Regions from separate parts of the Mus musculus genome. Here region 2 is linked to region 1. The links are chromatin contacts, called in public HiChIP or PLAC-seq maps. All regions are on one chromosome and are shown on one strand. Each heading gives the region's core, a stretch centred on a gene start, on an enhancer-like site or on the middle of the called end of the contact. The rest is flanking DNA. Distances are from core to core; before and after follow the strand shown.

The links. HiChIP or PLAC-seq counts read pairs in DNA pulled down with a chosen protein or histone mark.
Region 2: an H3K4me3 HiChIP or PLAC-seq map of bone marrow-derived macrophages shows a contact between it and region 1, with 5 times the contacts expected there. The contact joins the promoter of Smu1 here to the promoter of B4galt1 in region 1. A contact is called at or near these places in 10 of 39 promoter capture datasets (the C10 cell line, the HPC-7 cell line, cranial neural crest and 7 more), 1 of 15 datasets of contacts at CTCF or cohesin (CD8 T cells), 11 of 484 Hi-C or Micro-C datasets (CD4 T cells, Th1 cells, bone marrow-derived macrophages and 4 more), 18 of 115 datasets of contacts at active chromatin or transcription factors (the 230-238 cell line, CD8 T cells, the HPC-7 cell line and 11 more) and 3 of 9 other capture datasets (adipose tissue, liver and pancreatic islet).

Annotation. Positions count from the first base shown.
Region 1 is chr4:40,852,559-40,855,258 of GRCm38.p6, forward strand. B4galt1 (UDP-Gal:betaGlcNAc beta 1,4- galactosyltransferase, polypeptide 1) reads right to left here and starts at 1,426. Exons shown (of 6, transcript NM_022305.5): 1 at 833-1,426. The coding sequence starts at 1,247.
Region 2 is chr4:40,756,582-40,759,281 of GRCm38.p6, forward strand. Smu1 (smu-1 suppressor of mec-8 and unc-52 homolog (C. elegans)) reads right to left here and starts at 1,304. Exons shown (of 12, transcript NM_021535.4): 1 at 1,196-1,304. The coding sequence starts at 1,221.

The sequences.
Region 1 (2,700 bases), core at 176-2,675:
CCTAGTACTGGGAACACAAACTCATATACTTGCCCCCCTGCCTGGTATCAGCTGGGCAAGTATTTCCAGGAAAGTGCAGCCCCATTGACCGGGTTAATTTTAGCCCTCCAGTCAGTCCCCTGAGTACACAGGCCCTCTGCCCCTGGAGAGGGCCCTGCTCAGTTTGGTTAAGAGGAAGCATCAGGAGGAGGAACTTGGGGTGGGAGACAGAAGGCCCCTTGGTTCAGCACCTACAAACAGGAGGAAATCCCACAATTGTAGCAACTTTCTAAGAGTTCATCCTCATTCTTTAAACTCTTAGTTACAATGTTTCATTTACTTCTTCAAAACAACTCCAAAATACGTGTGGTTTATTATCTCCATTTACCAGAAAGAAACCTTAAAGAGAAAGTTAAGTGGCTTGTTCTAAGGCGGAGTGGAGGGTGGTGGGGAGGGGAGGTGGTTTTCTCACTGTCGGTCTTGTCCTCAGAAGGTTGAAGGTTGCCGGTGTTGCTACTATAGGTAGGGAAGGTTGCAGAGCAGCCTTTTCAGTCTACTCTAAACTGACCCCAACTTCAAACTTCCTGAGTCCTGGGCCAGAACAAGGGTGTCTCCAGGGCCTTGTCTGGTGCTGGGGTAAGAGCCTGGGGGTTTCCCAACAGGGCCCCTGCCTCTTGAGACACCAGCCAACCTCTCTTTGGGTCATCCCAAAGAGGATTAAGCCCTTCTTGGGGATTATGCACTCTGATCAAAACCTGGTGGCTGGCAGTCCTGAAAGAGATCTTAGGATAATATCCCTGGAACCCTACTGAGGAAATCCGAGGAGTCCACGTCCTCAGATCCTGGGTCTTACCGAGCAGCGGGGACTCCTCAGGGCAAGCTGGCAGCGACAACAGTCCAGTGGTGGTGGGCACTGGCAACGAAGACAAGTTGCTCTTCAAGCCGGGGCCAGAAGCTGCACCAGGGCTGGAGTCGAGACCCGGGCGAGGCTTCGGGGAGACGCCTAAAGGAGGCGGCGGCCGCGCACCCCGCGGCCGCTGCTCTCCTGGGGGCTGCTTGCTGGCTGCGGCGCCGTTCGTGCCGCCCTGCAGTGTAGAGGAGACTCCGACCAACTGGGGCAGGCGGCTCAGATCGCGGCCAGAGAGGTAATAGACGAGGGTGACGCCGAGGTGCAGCGCGCAGACGGCCACGAGCAGGCGGCAGGCCCGCTGCAGGGTCGCGCCCGGCATCGCGGCGCTGCCGCCCAGGAACTGCTCACGAAACCTCATCTTCCCGCCGCGGCTTTAAGAGGGGGTGGGCTACGGCTGAGAGGACGGCCCGCCCGCAGGCCGCCCGCCAGGCGCTACCCGACCACAGCGATCGAAGGAGGGGCCGGGGGGAGGGGGCTAGGACCTAGCGCAGCACCGGCCGCCTGCGGCGGAAAGCCGACACCCCTGGCCGCGGGACTTTGGAGAGATCAGCGGGAACCACAAGCGCGGATGAGCAGGGGGCGTGGTCTCGACCTAGGGCGGGGCCTCAACCGGGTTTCGGAAGGCTGTTCGCGGAACCTGGGGGGGCGGAGTCTAAGGGGTGGGGCCGCAAAGCGGGTCTTTTTCGAGAGGGGCGGGGCATGAGGGACAAGGCTCGGAGAGGGGACTGAGGGGCGGAACCTTCAGCCGGGTTTTTCTGGCAGCTAAGGGAGGGCGGAGCTTGGGGGGCAGGCACTAAGGGGCGGGCCCTCGGGAGGTTGGGTTGCAGGGCGTCGCGACACTTGGGGACTAAACGTGGCGCTCCGCCAGCCCCACCGCAGCCTTGGGTTGAGCGGGCATCCCATACCCAGCGGCGCTCAGCTTTTCTTCCTAGCGTTCACCGTGGAGCTTAAGTCTCTCTAAACCAGCTTCTTGTTCAACGAGCTGCTCACCACTTCCTGACGTACCCAGTGACTCGGGTATGGGCCTGGGACAGCAGCTAGTGAGGACAAGAGGACAGGCGGTAGCCTTGGGATAGTGAGAAAATGGAGTGGAGAAAGGTCGTCTAGGAAACCGGCTTCGACGTCCCGCGAGGCCAGCGGACGGATTCTCTGGGGCGTTCCAAAGATCCACTTACCCTAGCTGGGTCCGCCTGCCTGTGAGGGGGCTAAAGTGGAGGAGCTGCTTATTGAGTCCTGCTAGGGAAGTGACCATCTTGCTCTACTCTTACTCCCACATAAGTGTTTGCAGGATTGGGAAACCTCAGGAACCTGCCCAACTTGGTTCTAGGTGCAACATGGCCTCTAGTGCATGCCACATGGAGATGACACATGCTTGTTGGGATGAGACTGGCAGAAAACTGCATTAATTCCTAAGCCTGCGTACAGAACAGCCCGTTGTACACAGCGCTGGAACACAGTCCCCATTTAACAGAATACTGGAATCTAGGCGCGGTCGTGAACACCTGTAATCCCAGACTCTGGTTGCGGAGACAGGAAGAGCCAGAGTTTGGAGCCAGCCCAGACTATGTAGTAAACAAAGATTTCAGTGCCTTGGAGTGAATAAGAATGAATGGCCTGTAAAATCTCACAGCTGATAAGCTGTGGAACTCAGGGCTCCTAAAAACTTTGTCACTGCGCGTTCCTTTACCTAACCTTGTTGATCTGAAAGTGGAAGCTGGAAGATTTAAGCACTTGAAGTCTTGACCCCGAGGCCTCAGACCCATTTATCCTTGAATGTGATGAGAACCTTAAGATGGGGAATGCTAATTCTA
Region 2 (2,700 bases), core at 54-2,553, 96 kb before region 1:
TGGGGGTTGGCACACGTCTTTAATTCCAGCACTCCGGAGGCAGAGGCAGGTGAATCTGAGTCTGAGACTCACCTGGTCTACAGAGTGAGTTCCAGGACAGCTACGGCTTCACAGAAAACCTTGTCTCAGAAGCAAAACCCAGGAAAAAAACGACTTACATATAACTGAGTTAAAAATATGTATCTCACCGGGCGTGGTGGTGCACGCCTTTAATCCCAGCACTTGGGAGGCAGAGGCAGGCAGATTTCTGAGTTCGAGGCCAGCCTGGTCTACAAAGTGAGTTCCAGGACAGCCAGAGCTATACAGAGAAACCCTGTCTCGGAAAAAAAAAAAAAAAAAAATATATATATATATATATATATATATATATATATATATATATATATCGCTATGAAGAGGCTCAGGCTGGACTCCAGGCCTTCCTACTTGCCCATTTAATACTGCGATCATAGACGTGCATACTTCACATCCAGCTTCAGTCTTAAAAATACATAGCAGGTTTCAGACTCCGCCGACTTAATTAATAAACCTTGCTTTTCTGCAGATCTTCAGAACATGCGTATCTCTCCCCTCCACTCAGAACACAGCTGTTTGCTAATTTCATAATTTAATTTTACTTTTCAAAAAATAAAAGGCGGTGGGTGGAGTCCTGGGGAGTCCAAGCAAGACTCTTCAGTCACTCACTCCCCGCCCACCTGGCTCCTCGTCGCCGTCCCCGCCTTCACTAAGTCTCATTCTTCTGACTCAATCAATATTCAAATTCTGTGTCCACAAAGAGGTTCTCTCTCTCTGCAAATTGCAAACCAAATCAATACACCACACTGGATCTAATCAGATAGGAGAAGCAGCAGAGTCTTTGGGGTAACTAGTGCTTGGACCAGAAGGAAGAGCTGAGGGACTGGCGGACACCCGGGCAGCGCCGAGGGCGGTGTGGCTAGCAGAGGAAACCACAGTAGTCAGGTCTACTCGGTGTGCCCCAGCACAGCCCGACGCCGGGGCCCAGGGGCTCCAGACGGCCCGCCCCACGGCTGCTCTCTCGCGGGCCCATCTAAAGAGGGAGCCAACCCGGAAAGTGCTTCGAGGCCGCAACCTCCGGCGCGCAGCTCCCCCTCCAACGTCCTCCGACCACCCTCCACTCCACCCCACGCCACGCCGCGAACACGCCACGCCGCGAACACGCCACGGCAGGACTCACTCGGAAGACTCGATTTCGATCGACATAGCGGTAACGCTCCGGGTCCAGGCCCCACTCAGCACACAGCCGGTCGCACAACGCCGCGCGACACTTCCGGCGGCCGCGCTGCGACACTTCCGCTCCGTTAGGGTCTAAAGGGCGAAGGAAGAACACGCCCAGGTGGGCGGGGCGTGAGGGGCGGGGCCTCGCGAAAGCGTGGCAGGACTACGAATGCCCATCGGTTTCGCGAACGTACACACAGGTGGAGTCTTTCTACAGCCTTGGCTGTCCCGCCCTCCTCTGCCTCCCTAATGCTAGGATTAAAAGTGTGCGCTATCGCGCTCAGATCCAGCTAAGAATTAAGTTGGAAAAAGCTGCGGTTACGGAGAAAGAAATGTAACCAAATGCGAAGTTATAACAGATCTGAGACTCCTTTCAATATAGAGTTTAAATCATACCTTACTGGTATGGCATGACAGAGCTGAGGACATAGCTCAGTGATCAGAGTGTTTACCTAGCAAGTCAGACGCCCTGGTTCAATCCCCACTAATAAAAAACCATACATAAATATTGATGAATTTTATAAATAAAGGCTAGGGAAAAGGTGGGATGGACATGCAGCTTATAGCTGGCTTCAAACTAATTATATAGTTGAAGATGCCCCTACTTTCCAAGGGCTAGAATTACAGATGGCATCACAGTGCTTATCTCCAATAAGAGCTATTTTAAAATTCTATTGACAAAGTACATATATATGTATACACTTATATATATATACATATTCATACATATACATATACATATATATACACACACACAACACAGTGGCATGTCTATCTTGTGAAATTACATATTGAGATAGTTTAGGGATTTCTAATGGCTCTTGTCTACCTTCCACACAATTTCTTTACAGTCTCCTTTTTTCCCCCCAGTGCTAGGTATCAAAACCAGAGCCTTTCAATATAGCCGCTCATATGCTGTTTATGTTTTCATTTTTACTTGATTTTTGTTTGTTTGTTTTGTTGTATTGTGTTTGGTTTTTGACACAGGATTTCTCTTTGTAGCCCTGACTGTCCTGGAACTTGTTCTGTAAGCCAGGCTGGCCTTGCTGCCTGCCTCTATTCCTGAGTGCTGGGACTAAAGGAGGGAAATTTTTAAAAAGAGTCGTTTGAAACTAAGTAGAGAAAATGACATATGCTACTGTTACAATGAATGGGATCTTCTAAGGTGCTTGGATTAAAGAGGTGTATCACCATGCCCAGCTCTTTCACGTTTCAAATCACCTATTTCCCATCAACTCTAAAGAACACAGTCTCAGCCAAGCAGTGGTGGCACACCCCTTTAATTCCAGCACGGTGGAGGCAGAGGCTGGAAGCTCTGTGAGTTCAAGGCCAGCCTGGTCTACAAAGTGAGTTTCAGGACAGCCAGAGAAACCCTATCTCAATAATAAGTATAATGACTTCTGAGATAGTCTCATTCAGAGCACAGCATAGGAATTTATTTCTTTCTTCTTTTCTCTCTCTCTC